Regions from separate parts of the Sus scrofa genome. Here regions 2, 3, 4 and 5 are each linked to region 1. Evidence: chromatin contacts called from public Hi-C and promoter capture Hi-C data. All regions are on one chromosome and are shown on one strand. Each heading gives the region's core, a stretch centred on a gene start, on an enhancer-like site or on the middle of the called end of the contact. The rest is flanking DNA. Distances are from core to core; before and after follow the strand shown. Region 1 holds the start of ZNF367 (zinc finger protein 367). Region 2 holds the start of CTSV (cathepsin V). Region 3 holds the start of ZNF782 (zinc finger protein 782). Region 4 has its middle 22 kb from the start of AAED1. Region 5 holds the start of AAED1 (thioredoxin-like protein AAED1).

The links. Promoter capture Hi-C pulls out the DNA fragments that hold promoters and counts their contacts. Hi-C and Micro-C count contacts between places; a contact is called where the count stands out from the background.
Region 2: a contact with region 1 is called in a promoter capture Hi-C map of fetal liver, with 3 times the contacts expected there. The contact joins the promoter of CTSV here to the promoter of ZNF367 in region 1. A contact is called at or near these places in 1 of 5 promoter capture datasets (fetal liver) and 6 of 47 Hi-C or Micro-C datasets (embryonic fibroblasts, heart right ventricle, liver and 3 more).
Region 3: a promoter capture Hi-C map of fetal liver shows a contact between it and region 1, with 5 times the contacts expected there. The contact joins the promoter of ZNF782 here to the promoter of ZNF367 in region 1. A contact is called at or near these places in 3 of 5 promoter capture datasets (fetal liver, fetal skeletal muscle and liver) and 1 of 47 Hi-C or Micro-C datasets (liver).
Region 4: a Hi-C map of liver shows a contact between it and region 1, with 4 times the contacts expected there. The contact joins the enhancer-like site here to the promoter of ZNF367 in region 1. A contact is called at or near these places in 4 of 47 Hi-C or Micro-C datasets (embryonic fibroblasts, heart right ventricle, liver and 1 more).
Region 5: a contact with region 1 is called in a promoter capture Hi-C map of fetal liver, with 5 times the contacts expected there. The contact joins the promoter of AAED1 here to the promoter of ZNF367 in region 1. A contact is called at or near these places in 2 of 5 promoter capture datasets (fetal liver and liver) and 3 of 47 Hi-C or Micro-C datasets (embryonic fibroblasts, heart right ventricle and liver).

The regions. Positions count from the first base shown.
Region 1 is chr10:25,706,171-25,709,656 of Sscrofa11.1, reverse strand. It overlaps ZNF367 (zinc finger protein 367), which reads right to left and starts at 1,946. Exons shown (of 5, transcript XM_021064593.1): 1 at 1,152-1,946. The coding sequence starts at 1,559.
Region 2 is chr10:25,200,463-25,203,948 of Sscrofa11.1, reverse strand. CTSV (cathepsin V) reads right to left here and starts at 1,552. Exons shown (of 8, transcript NM_213892.1): 1 at 1,486-1,552; 2 at 181-317. The coding sequence starts at 306.
Region 3 is chr10:25,282,463-25,285,948 of Sscrofa11.1, reverse strand. ZNF782 (zinc finger protein 782) reads right to left here and starts at 1,987. Exons shown (of 6, transcript XM_021064572.1): 1 at 1,858-1,987; 2 at 1-603.
Region 4 is chr10:25,404,602-25,408,087 of Sscrofa11.1, reverse strand. No RefSeq gene overlaps it. Among named protein-coding and RNA genes, the nearest start is that of AAED1, 22 kb to the left of the region's middle. Within about 2 kb of position 1,522, at least 49 of the 83 cell types and tissues checked have an H3K27ac peak or open chromatin away from gene starts, as enhancers often do. A contact at or near this core is called in embryonic fibroblasts, liver and skeletal muscle, where this site is marked.
Region 5 is chr10:25,426,176-25,429,661 of Sscrofa11.1, reverse strand. AAED1 (thioredoxin-like protein AAED1) reads right to left here and starts at 1,531. Exons shown (of 6, transcript XM_003130856.4): 1 at 1,257-1,531; 2 at 725-793. The coding sequence starts at 1,454.

The DNA.
Region 1 (3,486 bases), core at 697-3,196:
CAAACAGAGTTTCAACATCTTTGCTCTTGCGTGTAAAATGATAACCTAACTTGTTTCAATTTATACAGTATATAGATGTACTTATTCCAAGATGACTTGTTTTTCACCTTTAGCAAACTGCTCATCTTATACAGCCATTTAACAATTTGAGCCTGAATATTAACCTTATATTAGCAGCATTCATTACACAAATACTTAAGTGAGCACATTTATTGAGCATTTACAGAGTGCAAGGTATTAAAGTCGAGTAAGTCCACCAGAAAGAAATAAACCCGGCACTCCCTGAGCTTACAGCCTATAGAGGTAAGTATATGTCAGCAGACAGACTCTCCCAAAACACGCTCAGGTCTAGGAGTCACAAAACTTCCACTATAATCCCAGCACTCACTCTATCTAGCTGTGTACCTTGGGGAGCTCCCTTCACCAATCCCTCTAAGCCTCAGTTGCCCGATTTCTTAACTGTAGGTTTGTACCAGGTAGTCACATCCTTCCCAGCTCTAAACCGGTAAGATTTCGAGCAATTCCAGGTCTGTGACAACAGCGTCCCATTCCACTGCGTGCTCTCAGAACCTAGCAAAGTTGTACGCTGGATGCATGAAACAACACAGCGAGGGCTCAATTCCCGCTGGGGAGGAATCCCCTAAATCCCCTCTTTTTCTTCGGCCATCTCAGCAAAGCATCTTTAGCAGGGTCGGGGTATCTGCGGTGATGAAGCAGAAACTGGGCAACCTGTCCCTTCCCTCACCCAGAGGAACAGTTCAAGGCCCGCGGCCCTTCTCTCCCACTTCCGCCAGAGCGGACCAAGCGGACTGCCGTACTACTGGCAGAGCCACTTGGCCGCGTTACTCCGCGACCCCAGGCCGCGCGCCAACCCAGTGCACCAGCGGACCAGTGGCTTCGGGTCTACTGGGCCTCCCCACCCCCTCTGGCCGGTGTCATGTGACTGAAGCCCCGCCCCCAGGAGCAATTTTTTGGCGCGCGGCAGTGACGTCAGCGTCCTGTCACCCGCCCCCGCCCCGCCGCCGCGGAGCAACCTCGCGTTTTAAACTCGGCCCCGCCCCACCCGCCGAGTCCGCGGGCGCTGCCGGCTGTCCGGCCGCGCCGTTAACGGGCCCTCGCCGCCCCGCGCCCCGCCAGCCGGTGCCGCTTACCTTGAGGTGGCCACTGTCCGGGCTGCTCGCTTCCTCCTCGTCCTCACCTCCCGAGGCGGCGGCGGCCGAGGGGGTGGGCAGGGGCGCGCCCCGGCCCCGAAGCCCCGAGTGCTCGGCGACCGCAGGCAGGGCAGCCGAGGCGGCGCCCCCGGCAGCCCCGGGGCTGAGCGTCACGTTGTGCGCGTTCTCACCCCAGCGCCACGGGTACACCATGAAGTCGCTGAAGCCAGGGCTGGTGGGGATGAGAGGCGGCGGCGGCTCCGGCTCCCCTCCGCCGCCGCATGTGGGCTTGATCGGGGTCGTCCTAATGACCGACACCAGCACCCGCTTCGGGGAGTCCTGGCAGAAGATGACGGGCGGCGGCTGCGGCGGGTTGTCCGCCATTGGCGCCTCCACACCCCGGATCATTGCCCGACCCGGATCCGCAGCCCCAGCGGCCGTGGGCCACACTCCCTGAGCTCGGGTCTGGCCCTTCGCTCCGCTAGCCCGCGCTGCTCCGAGTTGCCGGCTCTCAGTCCCGCCGGCTCATGGCAGGCGGACGTTTCCTGGAACCTTCCTGCGCCGCGGCCAACGAAAGAGCGGAACGGCTCGGTTGGCACCAGGCGGCCGGAGCTGGACCCCAACCCTGGGTCAGGCCGGTCCTCCGCTCTTCGTACCCCAACGCAGGCTGCAGCCGCGGGAAGCAGCAGGCGGCCCGCGTTGCGATGACAGGAAAGCAGGACGCGAGGCGCTGAGCCCCCGAAAATAACAACCTGCCGCCGGGGTCCCTGCTCCAGTTTTTCCCGCGTTACATTTCGCGCCTGGGCGGGGCCAATCACCGCGAAGCCTCTGCCCGCTGGTCGCGGCGGAGAGTGACAGGTCGCTCGAGCCAATGGCCGGGCCTGGACCCCTTTCCAGCCAGAGCGGGGTGGAGCCGGATCTGTGCGCGGGTCCTTTCTGCCACGCCATTGGTCGCCGCTCTTGTATTTTTTTTCTGCCAAAAGGGCCAACAAGCGTTCGAAGCTCCGCGGGAGCGCGCGACGTCTGAACTTGCCAGGACACACCCTCCAGGGTCCCGCCCCGCCAGTCCTCGGAGCGGGTCGTCGAGGTGGGAGGTGCGGGGCCATGGGCGGGGGCGGGCGTCAGGAGTGTTGCCGATTGGAGAGGTGTCGGCGAGGGGCGGAGACAGGGGCGGTCGTTGGCCCGCAGGGGCGCGCGTTCACCGGCCCCACCCGCTGGTGGCTGTTGGTCAGCGGTTCCCGCGCGGCTGGGAATTTAAAGGGCTGGGGCCCAGGCAGCCCGCCCCGCCCCCGGCTCCCGCCACCCGCTTCTGGGGCATCGAGGCCTTCCTCCTGCAATTTCTAGTGGACACCCAGAGGTGCCGACTTTCTTAATGGCTCCCGTCTGCCCAGCTCTTGGGCTCGCTGTGAATTGACCCTCTCCGCACCCTCGATTCGCCCCGAGGCTGAAGCGGTCATCGGTCCCAGCCTTCGGCTTCCCGGACCTCGGTTTCCCAACTGTGCAAAATGGGGTAGTTAGGGAAGTCGTCTCTGAGGTCCCCGAGTGCTGCTCGCCGCTCAGAGGGGACACGAACGCAGGCGTGTGTGTGTGTGTCCGTGGTCACCCCCGGCACAGATACCCGAAAGACCCCGAGGACTCCCCGTCCCCGCGCCGTGGTTCCTCACCCAGTCTGGGGCGCACCTTCATCCCCGAATCTGCAAGGGCGTGGAGATGTGAGTGCCCGGAGGACCTCACCCCACATTGAAAGGACCTTGAACAAGCCGGCGAATCCAGCTCTGACAGTCACCCACCGAGGGCCAGCGTGGGGCTCGGAAGCACAGCACAGCAGACGATGGGGCAAATGGCATGCCCAGCCTCACATTCACTAGAAATGTGAAAGAAGTGACTGTGCCTTGTTTTTTACTGTATTGCCAGGGCCTAGTCTGACACATGGCAGGCCTTCAATAAATATTTGTTGAATAAGTCAATGAATATCCAGTATTTAAGTGTTAGAATTGGTGATTAAGAGCAGAATATTTCTCTCTCGCTCTCCCCTTTCCCCCTTCCTCTCTACCCCTCTCTCCCTTCCCCCTCTTTATCAAATACACACACTCAGCTATGCCACAACTGTTTAAAAACAAACTTAACTTGTATAAACAAGTGTGCTTTTTTTCACGTTAAAAAAAAAAAGATGGAAAGGAATTCTCTTGTGGCGCAGGGGGTTAAGGATCCCGCGTTGTCACTGCAGCGGCTTGGGACGCTGCTGTGGCACCGGTGAGATCCCTGGCTCAGGAACTTCCACATGCCAGGGGCGTGGCAAAAAAAAAAAAAAAAGTGGAGAAAAACAAATACACAT
Region 2 (3,486 bases), core at 303-2,802, 510 kb after region 1:
TTATACTTCTGGAAGCTGTTCTCCAAGCTCTGACATAGGGAAATACGCCCATGCTGTGTTCAGAAATAGGTGCCATTAAGTTACGGCTTTGGAAAAAGCTAACCTCCAGAAATACTCTCTGGCTACAAACTCCAAAAGCATGAACTATTCTCGGTGGGCTCCCTTTTACATGTTACCAACCATGCCATAGAGTCTCCCGTGTGTTGCCTTCCACTTGTACCAGTCTGCATCTAAATTTTGATCAAGTTTTGGAGCAGCTGAGGCTATTCCCAAGCAAAGGGCGGTCAGGAAGAGTGAAGGTTTCATGTTTCAAAAACCTAGGGAAGGAAAAGAAATTAGTATTTGATGAGATCAATCCTTTAAAAAAGCTGTCCTACTTTCTCTTGAGATATTATAGAGCCACTATGTTGGAGTAAAACATTTAAATGATCTTCTCAAATATTTATGGAAGGTCTGTGGAAGAAGGCTAAGGATATCAGGGGAGAATAACCAGGTCCAAGACTTACAAAGTATAGGTATTTAATTCTGCCATCAAAAGGAAAAATTGGCTAACAAATGCTATAGGAACTGAAAGAGACTTCACTATGAGTACAACGATAATTTTTAGGTTTTGATAAGGGTTTCTGGTGTACCTTATGGGTCGGAATTTTAAGGTAAAAACTAAGAAATCATTGATCCATGTTATTTACTGAAGGTACCAAGGTGACCCAGGAATTTTATTTATTAGGATGCCTGATCCTAAGTAGGGGCCTGGTCCCCAAGAGTTTCCTCCGAACTCACGTAAGGCAGGGGTGAGATATGCCATTGAATCTGCTCTATTTTATTTGAAACCTTTTTTGGAAGGCCTTCCCAGTCTCCTCCCTTCCCAGGAGAATGCGGGCAGAGAATGTGCCCAGCGCTCCACCGTGCCTATCCTTGTCGTATGTAGCCCCCACCCCCTCCCTCGCCCCCAAACCCAGCGATCCTGTGGCAGACGGAACTCAGAGCACCCAGTATGGCCCGTCGGAACAGGGCCAGACTCACCCGGGGCTCAGAGAACCCGGCTGAGCCCGCAAGCCTGCTACAGGAGGGGCCAGGCCAGAGGCGTGCCGCCCTGCTCCCAGCCCTCCGCACACGCCCGCCACTTCCAGAAAATGTTTACTCATACAGGGAGCGACGGGCCCTACAGCCCAGCATTCGGGGGGGCGGGGGGGACAGACTGCCGCGACCAACACAGACTTGCGCCCATCTCCTCCCCGAGGCTGACCGGCCTAGGGACCCTCGGGTGGTCTCAGCTCCGCCCTGGATTTCCCCAAATCGCCCTTCCCCCTTCCCCACCCCAAGGCTGCCAAAGCTCGAGGCAGCGCCGACCCAGCCTCATCAACTTGAGGCGGGCAGACGATGGCGTTCCCGGGAGTCGCGCCTGCCCCCTCTCCGGAATCCCTGGATAGCCCCTCCTCCAGTCCCGGTTCTGTACCCGCCTCGGCCCCGAACTGGGTCGCTGACCTGCGGCTTCCACCGCTACGCAGGCGCACTCCACGGACGTACGTATCTCTCCTAAGTTGGCGGTGGCTCGAGGTTCTGGCCGGGTCGCGCCTGACTCAGCCTTTAAGACCCGGGGTTGCGGCCCGCCCGGCCCCGCCCCCACCGCCTGCCTGCGCCGCGATTGGCTGATCTGGCAAGTAGGCGGGGCCTCCGGGAGTGAGTACTCCCGGCGCGTGACGCCGCCGTGTCCCAACCTGTTCCAGGGGAGGCCTGGCTGCGTGCCTTTTGTCCTGAACCGAAGAGTAGAGCTGGGGGCCTCTGGGCAGCGCTGAGGAGTCGGTGGGGGTGTGTGTGTGTGGGGGGGGGCGGGGGGGATGTCCAGCGCCTCCCTAGGGATCCAGATCAACTAATTACCTCGAATTTGGCGCTCGTTCACGAAAAGACGCTTAAGAGGAACCCCCAAGTGGACTTTGAGCGTAACCCTGCGCTTCCTTTAGTCTTACAGTTTGGGGTGAAAATCTGCGGCGGGGCTGAGAACTGTCTAGTCTAGGGATTGCCGCTTCACAGCACAGGTGGGGCGGGGCGGAGGGGTGCTGAGCCCGCGGGATTGAGGAGAATCCAAGCGGAATTACAGTGTTTTAAAACACAAGAACGCGTTGATCGTGGCCCAAATCCCAGGAGGAGGGAAAGGGGACCTTCGCAGGGAAGTCGTGGCATTTTGCAATGCCCTGTTCCTGTCCTCCCCAGTGGGGGATTCTTCTCGCCTTTCAGTCCTTTCTCAAAACCAACAAAAACGAGTTATTTCCAGGAAAATTTGGCTTAATAAAAAGGGGAGACGAGTGTTTGAGAAAGGGCATAAACCGCATTTCTTCCCTCTGTATTTTGGATCATTAAGTCTTCCTTAGTATCCAAAGTGCTTCTCTTGAGATACAGGAAAGGTACATTTTTTTTTTTTTTAAAGTAGTTTAGTCACATTTAATGTCAGGGTTTAGATTTAACTGGCTTGAAGACATCTTTTAGATGGAGGAAAAACTAGAGCTAAAGATTTAAGGAGTTTAATCAGGAACTTTACTTTTTAAAGTTATGTAAGAAACATTCGTTATAGAAAATATGTTTTAGAAAATAAACACTCACTTCCCCTCCCCCATTAACTCTGTTCTAGGGATATTTATATAACAAAAAATAGAATCACAGTGCATGTCGATCTGTAAACTCTTAGTTAAAATTAAGTTGATAACTTTTGTAGAGGCACACATGAATAGTCTTTGTAAAAATCAACTTATTAAAATTCATATTTTATCCCCTTTGAAGTAGAATCTCTTTCCTCTCAAACACAACTAGGAGCATGAAATTCTCATGTGGTTACAAAAATACATTGTATTGCATATGGCTGGAGATTTTTTTTTTCTTCTTTTTTTTAGGATTAGTCATTGGCTGTCACACTTGGAAGTAAAGGAAGACCAACCACGTGGGAACAACTTGCTATGAGGAGGGTGAAGAAAAGCTTTATAAGGAAAAAACTGACTTTTCCATAAGCCCTGATTTGAAACTGTTATGAGGGAGCTGGAGGAGGGTTAACTAGAAATGGAACATCTTGTGTGATTGGTTTGGGGAGAATATTTGGATTTCTCTGGTTTGTCCTGCAAATGGAAGCAGAAATAAGAAGTTTGTAGCCATTCAGGAAGTCCTGTTTTGAGTTGGTTGCTGCAGAGATGCCTTTTGTAGGTCAGGGTTCTATTGTCATACAAAGTCTAGCCATTGTCCGTTTGTTTACTCAGTTTATCACAAAAAATCCAAGTTACTCTAGCACGTGGGTTTTACACTTGCCCTGGGTCACACCTCCTGAAGATTGCAGGTGGTGGAAAAACCTGTTATTTCATGAATGTCTGTAACTTGAGCAATAGTCTGACAGGAAACTGTGTGGCTGGTGCTACTTTGAAGAGCGGGAGCCCCTTCGTTTCTTAGAATGTGATACAAATGCAACGGAGGGAAAAGTAGGCTCTTTTTATAACAAATGTGCTC
Region 3 (3,486 bases), core at 738-3,237, 420 kb after region 1:
TCTGTCGAAAACTGAGCTTCCCTGAACAAGTCATTGAACCTTTCGGGCCCAATGTCTTTAAAGTTTTGAAGAGTTAGAAATAGGTGACCTTGAAAAACCCTTAACACATCATCATTCTGGGATCCTGTGAGGTCAGGAGGTCACTAGTGTCACATATAGTGATGGACACATGCAACAGCAGCAGAGCATGTGTCATGAGCGGGGGCCATTTGAGGAGATTGGAAACAGCATTTCCTCCTTCTGCCTGGTTATGCCCCCACCTTCACAAGGTCTCCAAGAAAGTGGCCTTTCCTAAGTGGCCTGTCCCTAAGCCACCCAGCTCACCTTGTTCTTCTCAAGGCTGTCCAAACTCCCAAGTGTCATAAGTCTGCTGGCTTCTAGAGGTGGCGTCATTTCCACGACTGGCTCATTCTCAGCAGGGAGATTAAGAACAACTTCTGACCTTACGCATCTAGGATCTGCTCCTTTCTGGGTTCTTCTGTCTCTGCTCTGAAGTTCTGGAGACAGGTTTAAGGTCAGGCGGTGCTCTCCTCCAGGTTAAGACTCCTGTTTATAGAGACTCCCTGCTTCCTACCTCACAAGGGTCCATTTGTTTCACGGTAACTGGAACATGGATCCAAGAAAAAAATTCATTTTAGGAGTAAAAGTCTAACTCTCGGAATTCATTATAATATCAGACTTAAAAGAGAGCCTGACCATGCAGAAGGGGCCTGGGACCTCTGACCCAAGTGACTTGAAGAGACACTAGAAGTCCCAGAATACATTTGACACATGGTTGGAATCCATCTACATTCACGTTCCTTCATATTTCTGGAAATTGGGGACAGGCCACTTTGCTAAGTGCTGTTAAGGCTACAATGATGGTTTTGGGCAGGTGTGATACTGAGACAAAGCCTGAGGCTGTAAGTAAACCGCACACATGCCCTTGCATCCAAACTCCCTCACTGCTGGCTTGTGACCTGAGCATCGTTCCACCAATCTGTGCCTCGGTATTTGTTAATGTGGTTGTGTGGGTTACATAAAGCCATCAAATGAAAAGAATAAAGTGTCTTCCAACTACAATAGCAGTTGTCACTTACCCAGTGCTCAGTATCTGGCATTTGTCTAAATAATTTACAAGTGATGCCTCTGATCTATGCTATAAAACAGTCATCATTAATACCATTTTCACTCGAGAAACTGTACTCTTATCCAGGTTCTGTCACCCTGCGTACAGGTGACAGGGGGAATTTACCAAGGCCCTTCTGGATCCAGAGCTGGGGCTCTCATCACAGAGGCCAGGACCACCCTCAGTACCATAAATGCAATTATTTCCCCCCTGCTGCTGACATGGGCTTTTTTTCCCTGTAAGGCTGCAGGCGAGGCTGGGCACACGGTCCCCACACCCCCAGGCCTACAATGAGCATCTGCTTTTTTTTTTTTTTGGTATTTTTAGGGCCGCACCTACGGCATTTGTAAGTTCCCAAGCTAGGGGTCCAATCGGAGTTTAGCTGTCCTACACCACAACCACAGCAGCCGGATGCAAGCCACTGCTCCGACCTACACCACAGCTTGGGGCAAGGCTGGATGCTTAATCCACTGAGTAGGCCAGGGATCGAACCCATGTCCTCATGGCTACTAGTCGGGTTCCTTACCGCTGAGCCACCAAGGGAACTCCTGAACATCTGCTCTTAACCGGATCAGCCTGACCTGCGCCCCAGGAGCAGCGGGCAGGGGTACCCCGCTACCAGCCTTCCAACAGGCAGAGGGCCTGCTGGGGCTCATACACTAGCGCTCATTGGAGGGAGTCCCAAAGACTTTCCGTTCCCATCCTTAGGCACAAATGCACCCCTCCTAGCTAGTCACCCGCACTCTCACCCCAGGTGCGCCTCCTTCGAGCAGACCCCCCAGGTTCCCAAACCGCTTCCCGGAGCCCAGAGAAGACGAGTGAGGTGACGGGACTACTGCTGCGCACGCGCAAAAGAAGCCTAGCCTCTCCTTCCCAGAGTGCCGCGAGGTAAAACAGACTGATTCGAGACTACATTTCCCATACACCTCCGCGTCCGCTCTGGAGGTCGCTACTTTGGCATTTGCGCAGTTTAGAAAGCTGAAGGGGTCAGTCTAGAAAGTGCTGTCTCCTGCCCAGGATCTCAACAACCTGGAAGAGAACGGGTTAAACTTGAGCTTAACTGCCAGATGCAAAGTGTGGTCCTCTATTGACTCCCGATTGAAATAGCAGTTTTGTTTGTTTGTTTTTTGATAAGTGGTTTGGAAGCAGTTGGGGAAACTTGAATATGTATTGGATTTTGAAAATATTAAAATTACCAATACTTAGGTAAAGTGTGATAGAATTTTGGAGTTATGTAGGAAAATTGATTTTGCAAGAAAAAAAATGGCAGGGCGATTGAAATTAAATAGCTGTAAAATTATAATTTTATTATTTTTCATGTGGGGCTTGTACCCTGTTTCTAAGCAGCCAACAGCACCATTAACCCCTAAGCCCCGTACTGGATGCCTAGAATCCAGTGTGGAGGTTCTCTTGGGGGTGGGGTGGGGTTTCAGGACAGTGCTGCAGCTGTAACTGTATACAGGGAATCTGTTGGATTTATGCATAAACATTATTTCCTAGTGATTGCTGTATGTTATAAATAGCAAATAATTGTTTAAAATTGCTGTTTATTATAAAATTAAACTAACAAAAAATAGAAAAGTTAAATATAATAACCACCTGTAATATCTGATTACACCTTTCCACATTTCCTATGTAAATATATTCATACCCACTGGTATAGTCACAAATGTGAAACTTTCTTTACAAGCTATTTTTCAAACAAAAATTTAAACTTTTTTTATCTCAAAAAAACCACATGGTTTCCAGCTGAATTCTTTTATTGTTTCAACAAATGTTGTTGATTAAATTCCATTGATCTTGGATTTCTGTGCACATAAGTTTGTTTGCTTTTTGCTGACATTATCCTTTGTCATTAATGAATTATAAATAAGCACAAAAATGCTGGTCAAATTGTATTAAATCAATATTACATATATGTATATGTATGTATTTTTGCTTTTTTAGGGCTGCACCCAGTGGCATATGGAAGTTCCCAGCCTAGGGGTCGAGTCAGAGCTACAGCTGCTTGCCTTTGCCACCCACAGAAACAGTAGATCCAAGTCGCATCTGCAACCTATACCACAGCTCATCCGGATCCCTGACTCACGGAACTAGGCCAAGGATCAAACCTCATGGATAGTAGTTGGATTCATTTCCACTGAGCCACAATGGGAACTCCAAAATCAATATTATATTAAATCAATCATAATAGACTTTAACATAAAGATCACCCATGGATAGAAAATTATCACTTCATGAAACAAACATTTATTGAAGATTTACTATGCAACAGACATCTTTCTAGATGTTATGAAAGCAATATTAAATAAAAGATATTAAATTTCCTATCCTTATGGGGTTTATGATCCAGGTTGTTGTCAGGGTTACCTCAAGAA
Region 4 (3,486 bases), core at 273-2,772, 300 kb after region 1:
GTATTTTTTTTTCCTGTTGATACTAAAGTGGTGAGAAGAGGTTTTATTGGTAATTTTCAATTGCAATAGGGAAAGGAGTCCAGTGAGAACTGAACTCAACTTCAATTTGTACTCCCAGAGATGACTGGGAGTTATAAAGGTGTAATGAATGGAGAGGGGGCTCAGTAGAGTGCGGGAAGTGAAAAATTCAAAAATGCAAAAGATTGGTCCATGAAATCCATATGGTTTGCTCCCTGGAACTTATTGAAATAAGGTTCCTATCCTCTCACAGAGAGCAGGAGGGAGACCCTAGCTTCATGTATTGGCTGGAGCAAACAACTTCTTTGGGGAGATCTGAGTTTTCTCAGACAGCTGTGTGTTTGTTTTGTTTTGTTTAGGACTTCACCTGTGGCATACAGGGTCAAATCAGAGCTACACCTGCTGGCCTACACCACAGCTCACAGCAAGGTCGGATCCCTTAACCCACTGAGGGGGCCAGGGACCGAACCTGAGTCCTCATGGATCCTAGCCAGGTTTGTTTCCACTGAGCCACAATGGGAACTCCTCAGGCAGCTGTTTTAAAGGAGCTAATGTGGAGTTCCCATCGTGGTGCAGTGGTTTAAAGAATCCGATTGGGAACCATGAGGTTGTGGGTTTGGTCCCTGGCCTTGCTCAGTGGGTTAAGGATCCTGCGTTGCTGTCACCCCTACTGGTTGCAGATGGGGCTCGGATCCCGCGTTGCTGTGGCTCTGGCATAGGCCGGCAGCAACAGCTCCAATTAGACTCCCGGCCTGGGAACCTACAAAAGCAAAAATAAAAAAAAATTTTCAAGCACTTAGAAAGTGGTGAAATATGCTTTTATCTGTACCCATTTCCTCAATGTAAAAAAATTTAACATTTTGCCATATTCACCTTGTCTAATCTTTTCCTGAAAATGCGTTAATTTACAAAGACATAATTTCAATCCTAAATACTTCACTATGTTTTCGTTTTGATTTCAATATCATTTTTATATTTAAGAGTGACCCAGTGCATAGTCAAACGTCCACGATTGTCTCCAGTGTCTTTGGCAGCTGCTGTTTTTTTTTTTTTCCAATCGGAATTTTTTTTTTCTTTTTTTGCTTTTTAGTGCCGCACCTGTGGCACATGGAGGTTCCCAGGCTAGGGGTCAAATCGGAGCTGGCAGGATCCGAGCCGCCTCTGGGACCTACACCCCAGCTCACTGTAATGCCCGATCCTTAACCGACTGAGCAAGGCTAGGGATCAAACCTGTGTCCTCATGGATGCTAGTCAGATTCCTTAACCGTTGAGCCAAGTGGGGAACTCCTCAATCAGGATTTGATCGAGGACCCTGTATTGTATTAGGCGATAAATTCCAAGTCTAACTCCTAAAGTTTGAGTAGTCTCAGGCAAAGACGGCAAATGAGAGGGTCCAAGCCTATATCCGAAAACGAAAACACCGCTAAGTCGCGGCTGGGACCAGCAGCGCAGCTTTTTGGGAAATGTAGTCTTGAGTGGAACTCGCTCCCTGGGCAGCACGGAGGGGAGAGGCATGTGGGGGGGAAACTCCATCTGCGCATGCGCAGATCTAGTTGCGCTTGCCAGGGTGCCCCGGTCTTCGCGTCCCCGGCTTGGAGTGCGTTTCTTAACCGCGAGTTCTGTGTGCTGCGGCAAGTTGGTTACTTGCAGTGAGAGCGCGAGGGTGGTATGGAATCTGGGGCTACCGGCATGGAAGGATGGGCTCATGTCTGGGGAGAAGGGACGGGAAGAGGCGCGAGTCCCTCAGGCGGGACTCTAAAGTGCGTGTGCCTCCCTCGACCTGTGAGGGGGGCCGCGGTCCTTTGGGCTCCAAGGGCCAAGGTGAGGCTGGGCTGCGTCAGGAGCGGGTGCTTGGAGAGGACCGTATGCCCCAACCCCTCTAGAGGAAAGTTCCTGGTGGAGACTAGAGGGCAAGATGCGTTTTTTTGTTTGTTTTGGTCTTTGCCGGGGCATATGGAAGTTCCTGGGCCAAGGCTGCAGTGACAATGCCAGATCCTTAACCCCCCGTGACTCAAGAGAACTCCCACCATGACTGTCCCAAAAAGCGGGGGGGCGGGGGGGTGGAGGGAAGGAGTATTCTCTAGTGAGACCCAGATTTCTGGAGCCAGAAAGACCCAGATAAATTCCAGCTCTGTCCCCTTTAGGTAGGGGTGACCGAAAGAACCCAGGGAAGAGTGGTTTCTTAGCTGGAAATAGTGGCAAATCTTCTGAGAGATAAGTTTCATCTGTAAGGTCAACTAAGCGATAACTGTTACACTGAGAAGCCATTTGTTTTATAATAAACCTCAGAACCACTTTGTTAGATCTGCATAACCTTTTTTTTTTTTTTTCCTTTTTACTCCTTGCCTGCTACATATGGAAGTTCCCAGGCTAGGGGTCGAATCAGAGCTGCACCTGCTGGCCTATACCACAGCCACGGTGACCCCAGATCCACGCAGCGTCTGTGATCCACTCCACGGTTCACAGCAAGGACTGGTTCTTAACCCACTGAAGGAGGCCAGGGATTGAACCCCTAATGTCCTGTTACTGGTCCAAAGCCAGGTAGAGGAGAGGTAGTTCATATTGATTCACTCTGAAAGACTATCCCAAATACAAATGCCCAAGTCAAGTTTGTTTCCTCCATTAGTTACATATGATGAATGTGTGATTATTTGGTTACTTATAATTCTTGTTTTGTTGGATCTTGGTTGACCAGTCTCATGAAATTGTCTGCATCTTGACTTAACAATTTTAACTCAGTGTAAATGACCTGAAAGTTTTCTAAATGATGTCAATTCAAAAGCATGTTTGTAAGATTTTTTTCACTGAAGTGTCAGTAGTTTGAAGTACTTGGTAGTGCCTCTTTTCTAAGGTTCTGAAATTGACTTTATGTTGATGACACTAGCTCTGGCCGCGGTTACAGCAGAGCTGCAGACAAGCATCAGTTTTAGAAATTATGGCTTTGGTTAAACTGTTGCTAATAATTTTGAAGTGGGAAAAGTCTGCTTGGGTTACTATTAAGAGAATGCACGGGCAAGGAAATTTGATTATTTCTATGATAGGAAAAATAAAGCCATTTATAAAGAAACTTTAGGCAAAATATCTGTAAGGACAAATAATTAGCCTATTTTCAAAGAAGTCGGTGAATGTGACATTTAACTCATTAAAATGCATGAACAAAATTATATATAGATGAAAATTCTTGGCATGTAACATAATCTTGAGACAATACACTGATAATATGCCATTAATGTACAAGAATATCAAGTAAAGAGAATCAGTAAGTTGGCAGTAGGGATTGGAGAATTGCCTTTTTATAAAACTCCATCAGTAAGTCTGAAATACTTCCCCCAGTTGAAAATTACAGACCTAGAAATACTAAAAGTTTAAAGAAGCAAGGTTTTGGCAAAGTAAACATTTACAATAACTGAAAATATAAGTGACCATATTATACTTTGTTGCCTAAAATTTTGTAAAGTATTGTCTGTA
Region 5 (3,486 bases), core at 282-2,781, 280 kb after region 1:
GAATGTGCATTCCATTAACAATACAAAAGTTTACCTTTAAGATATACTAGTATTTTCCTATAATGAACAATTATTTGGAGTGTTTTTTTTGTTTGTTTGTTTTTTTTTGTCTTTTTGCTATTTCTTTGGGCCGCTCCCGCGGCATATGGAGGTTCCCAGGCTAGGGGTCCAATCGGAGCTGGAGCCACTGGCCTACGCCAGAGCCACAGCAACGTGGGATCTGAGCCCCGTCTGCAACCTACACCACAGCTCACGGCAACGCCAGATCGTTAACCCACTGAGCAAGGGCAGGGACCGAACCCGCAACCTCATGGTTCCTAGTCGGATTTGTTAACCACTGCGCCACGACAGGAACTCCCCTGGAGTGTTATTTATTGCAAAAATAAAGGGAAGGAAACAGCAATAATTTCTAACATTTGGTTTTGGTCATCAATCAACTTTTAAGAACAGCAAGTTATTAAATAACATCAAAAGTATTATTATGGATAATATGTTTATAATCAGGCAGGAATGAAACGGCCCGAAACAGATTTCTAACGCGTCTGACCCCCTTTTAGAGGCGTTGGAGAGATGTGTGGAATGGCAATAGTCTGGGTTTGTGTCTGCGAAGGAGAGGAGGCGCGTTCCTCTCACCTCATCCCATTGCAGTCCTCATAAATGACAGATGACTTTCGCAAGGCTGCCCTGAAGCGGGCACGCGGCTGTTCAAGCTTAGGAAACTTACTTGTAAGAAACTCTTGGGGATTTTGGCCAGATCTTCTACGTATTCCTTGCAGATGTAACACAGGAAATGCTGAAATCCCAACATGGGCAAAAAAGGACAAGTTAGCAACTAACAACTTCAGAATCCACAAAGGACCAAGTACTTTATTGTGCGTGACACTACTTCACGCAACACCCATGCAGGTAGAAAAAGATGTCAGAGGAAAAAAAAAAAAAAGTCTGAAGCGCCCGAAAGTGCACTGAAATTAGGCCGCACCCGGTCCCTGCTAGGCCTCCTCGCTTGCTGAGAAAATGGCCTTGGCTTGGCGGGCTGCTTTTCTATTCCCGTTCAAGGAAGCAAGAGGAGCAGTTCGCATTCCAGAAGCCTCTAGTGGATGATCACGGGAAGGGCCAGGCCCAGCAGTCTCCCCTCTCGGGCCCCGGACCCTTTGAGGGACCCGATGGACTTCCCCTAGCTGGGGCCGTGGAAGCAACCTCCGTCCCAGCCTGCGGGCGAGGTCCCAGCTCCGGGTTGTCTCGCCGCCCGCGCTCACCCGCACAAAGACCACGACAGCCCGTCGCTCTCGGAACAGCGAGCCGAACAGCACCCGCCTCCCGGAGGCGTCCAGCACGGGCATCTCGGCCACGGTGGCGGCCAGGGGCTGCCCACTCTCGGGGCCGCTTGGAATTGAGGCTGGAGCGGCGCGACCGCTGACTTGCCGCGTGACCGGAGCCACGAATGGCGAAGCCATCGTGCCCAGGAACTACCCGCCCGTAGGTCGCACCGGCTGGGGACAGTCTGTGAGCGGGATTGCAGCCAAACTAGGAGCAAGGGGCGGGGCACGGGGCAGGGGGCGGGGCACGGGGCAGGGGGCGGGGTGCATAGGCAGGGCGGGGCGGAACACTGCGCAGGGGCGGGGCACTGGGCAGGGGCGGAGCTGCGTCTGGTCCAGACCCGCCGCGGGGGACGAGTGTGGCACCTTGCCGGTGAGTCTCGGCTTGTACGCAGCTCAGGCGGTCGAGATGTTGCGGGAAAGTAGAGACCCGCTCTCGCGTTTTCTGACTCAGCCAACTCTTGGTAAGAAGAGAGAAAGAGGAGGGTCTGAGCCCAGAAGGGAAGAAAGCAGCTCACTCCGTAGCTGCATCAGCCGAAGTTAGTTTTTATCTGTTCAAGACAGCTAGTGCCCAAGGACATGCCGTGATGGGATAGATTTTTTTCCATCTAGTACGTTTTTAACCCTCTCCTTTTTCAGCTCTCTTACTTTTTTTTTTTAAGATATTATTACCATACGGTGTCGTGCAGATCTTAAGGGTGGAATTATTTTTTTTTATTTTTTATTTTTTTTGCTTTTTGTCTTTTCTAGGGCTGCACCCGTGGCATATGGAGATTCCCAGGCCAGGGGTCTAATTGGAGCTGCAGCTGCCGGCCTACGCCACAGCCACAGCAACGCAGGATCCGAGCGGTGTCTGTGACCTACACCACAGCTCACGGCAACACCAGATCCTTAACCCACTGAGCGAGGCCAGGGATCGAACCCTCAACCTCATGATTCCCAGTTGAATTCGTTAACCACTGAGCCACGACGGGAACTCCCACATTTTTTAAATTAAATTTTTAAATTTAATAATTTGCCAACATTTTATCATGGAAAATTTTAAACCTGCCCAAAAAGGTGAAAGATTTTTCCAGTGAACACTCTTATATCCACTACCTAGATTCTACTGTTAACATTTTACTCTATCACAACCTATGCATCAATCCGATTAGGTGAGTTTTACCTTATTATCCATCTGTTATCCACAACCCTATAAAAATATGGAACATTGCTGTCGCTTGAAAAAATTCCCCCGGCTCTATTTCTTAAGAGCTGATATAATAAACCTATTTATAAATGTTTTAGGCATTTCAGGAGTCCATGCCCTTTTTTCAGACTTGTTTTGCTATAGCTATTTACCAGGCCCCTCAAATGAGATGTGCCTCTGTGTGTGTGTGTGTGTGTGTGTGTGTGTGTGTGTGTATGTAAATGGTGGATTGTGAGGGATGAAGAAAATGGAATTAAATGGCTTGGAGTTCCCAAGTGGTGCAGTGGGTTGAGGATCTGGCACTGTCACTGCTGTGGCTTCTGGTGTCGCTGCTGTGCTTCTGTTTGATCCTTGGCTAGGGGAACTTTCATATTCTGTGGGCTGCCAAGAAAGAAAAAGAAAAAGACTTGGCTTCAGTTTTGTAGAAACCTATGGTCAATGCATACCACCTAGTCTTTTAAGCATGTTTCTGTTCTACTTAATTTCTCCTGGGGCAGGCTGTGGACAAGCAGGCATAGGTAAACTTAGGAATTTCTGCAGCCTCTGTGAAACTCAGCTGGTCCTGGATTCGGTGGTTGGTCTTGCACTGGGGTTTCTCATAGATAGTGACCATGTGTCTAAGATTTCCAGGGCAGAACATGATCAACATTTAGGTTCTGTGTCTACAAGTTCTTTCAACCTTATATCTGGATTTCTTTTTTTTTTTTTTTTTTTTTTTTTTTTTTTTTTTTTTTGTCTTTTGTCTTTTTGTTGTTGTTGTTGTTATTATTGTTGCTATTTCTTGGGCCGCTCCCGCGGCATATGGAGGTTCCCAGGCTAGGGGTTGAATCGGAGCTGTAGCCCCCGGCCTACGCCAGAGCCACAGCAACGCGGTATCCGAGCCACGTCTGCAACCTACACCACAGCTCACGGCAACGCCGGATCGTTAACCCACTGAGCAAGGGCAGGGACCGAACCCGCAACCTCATGGTTCCTAGTCGG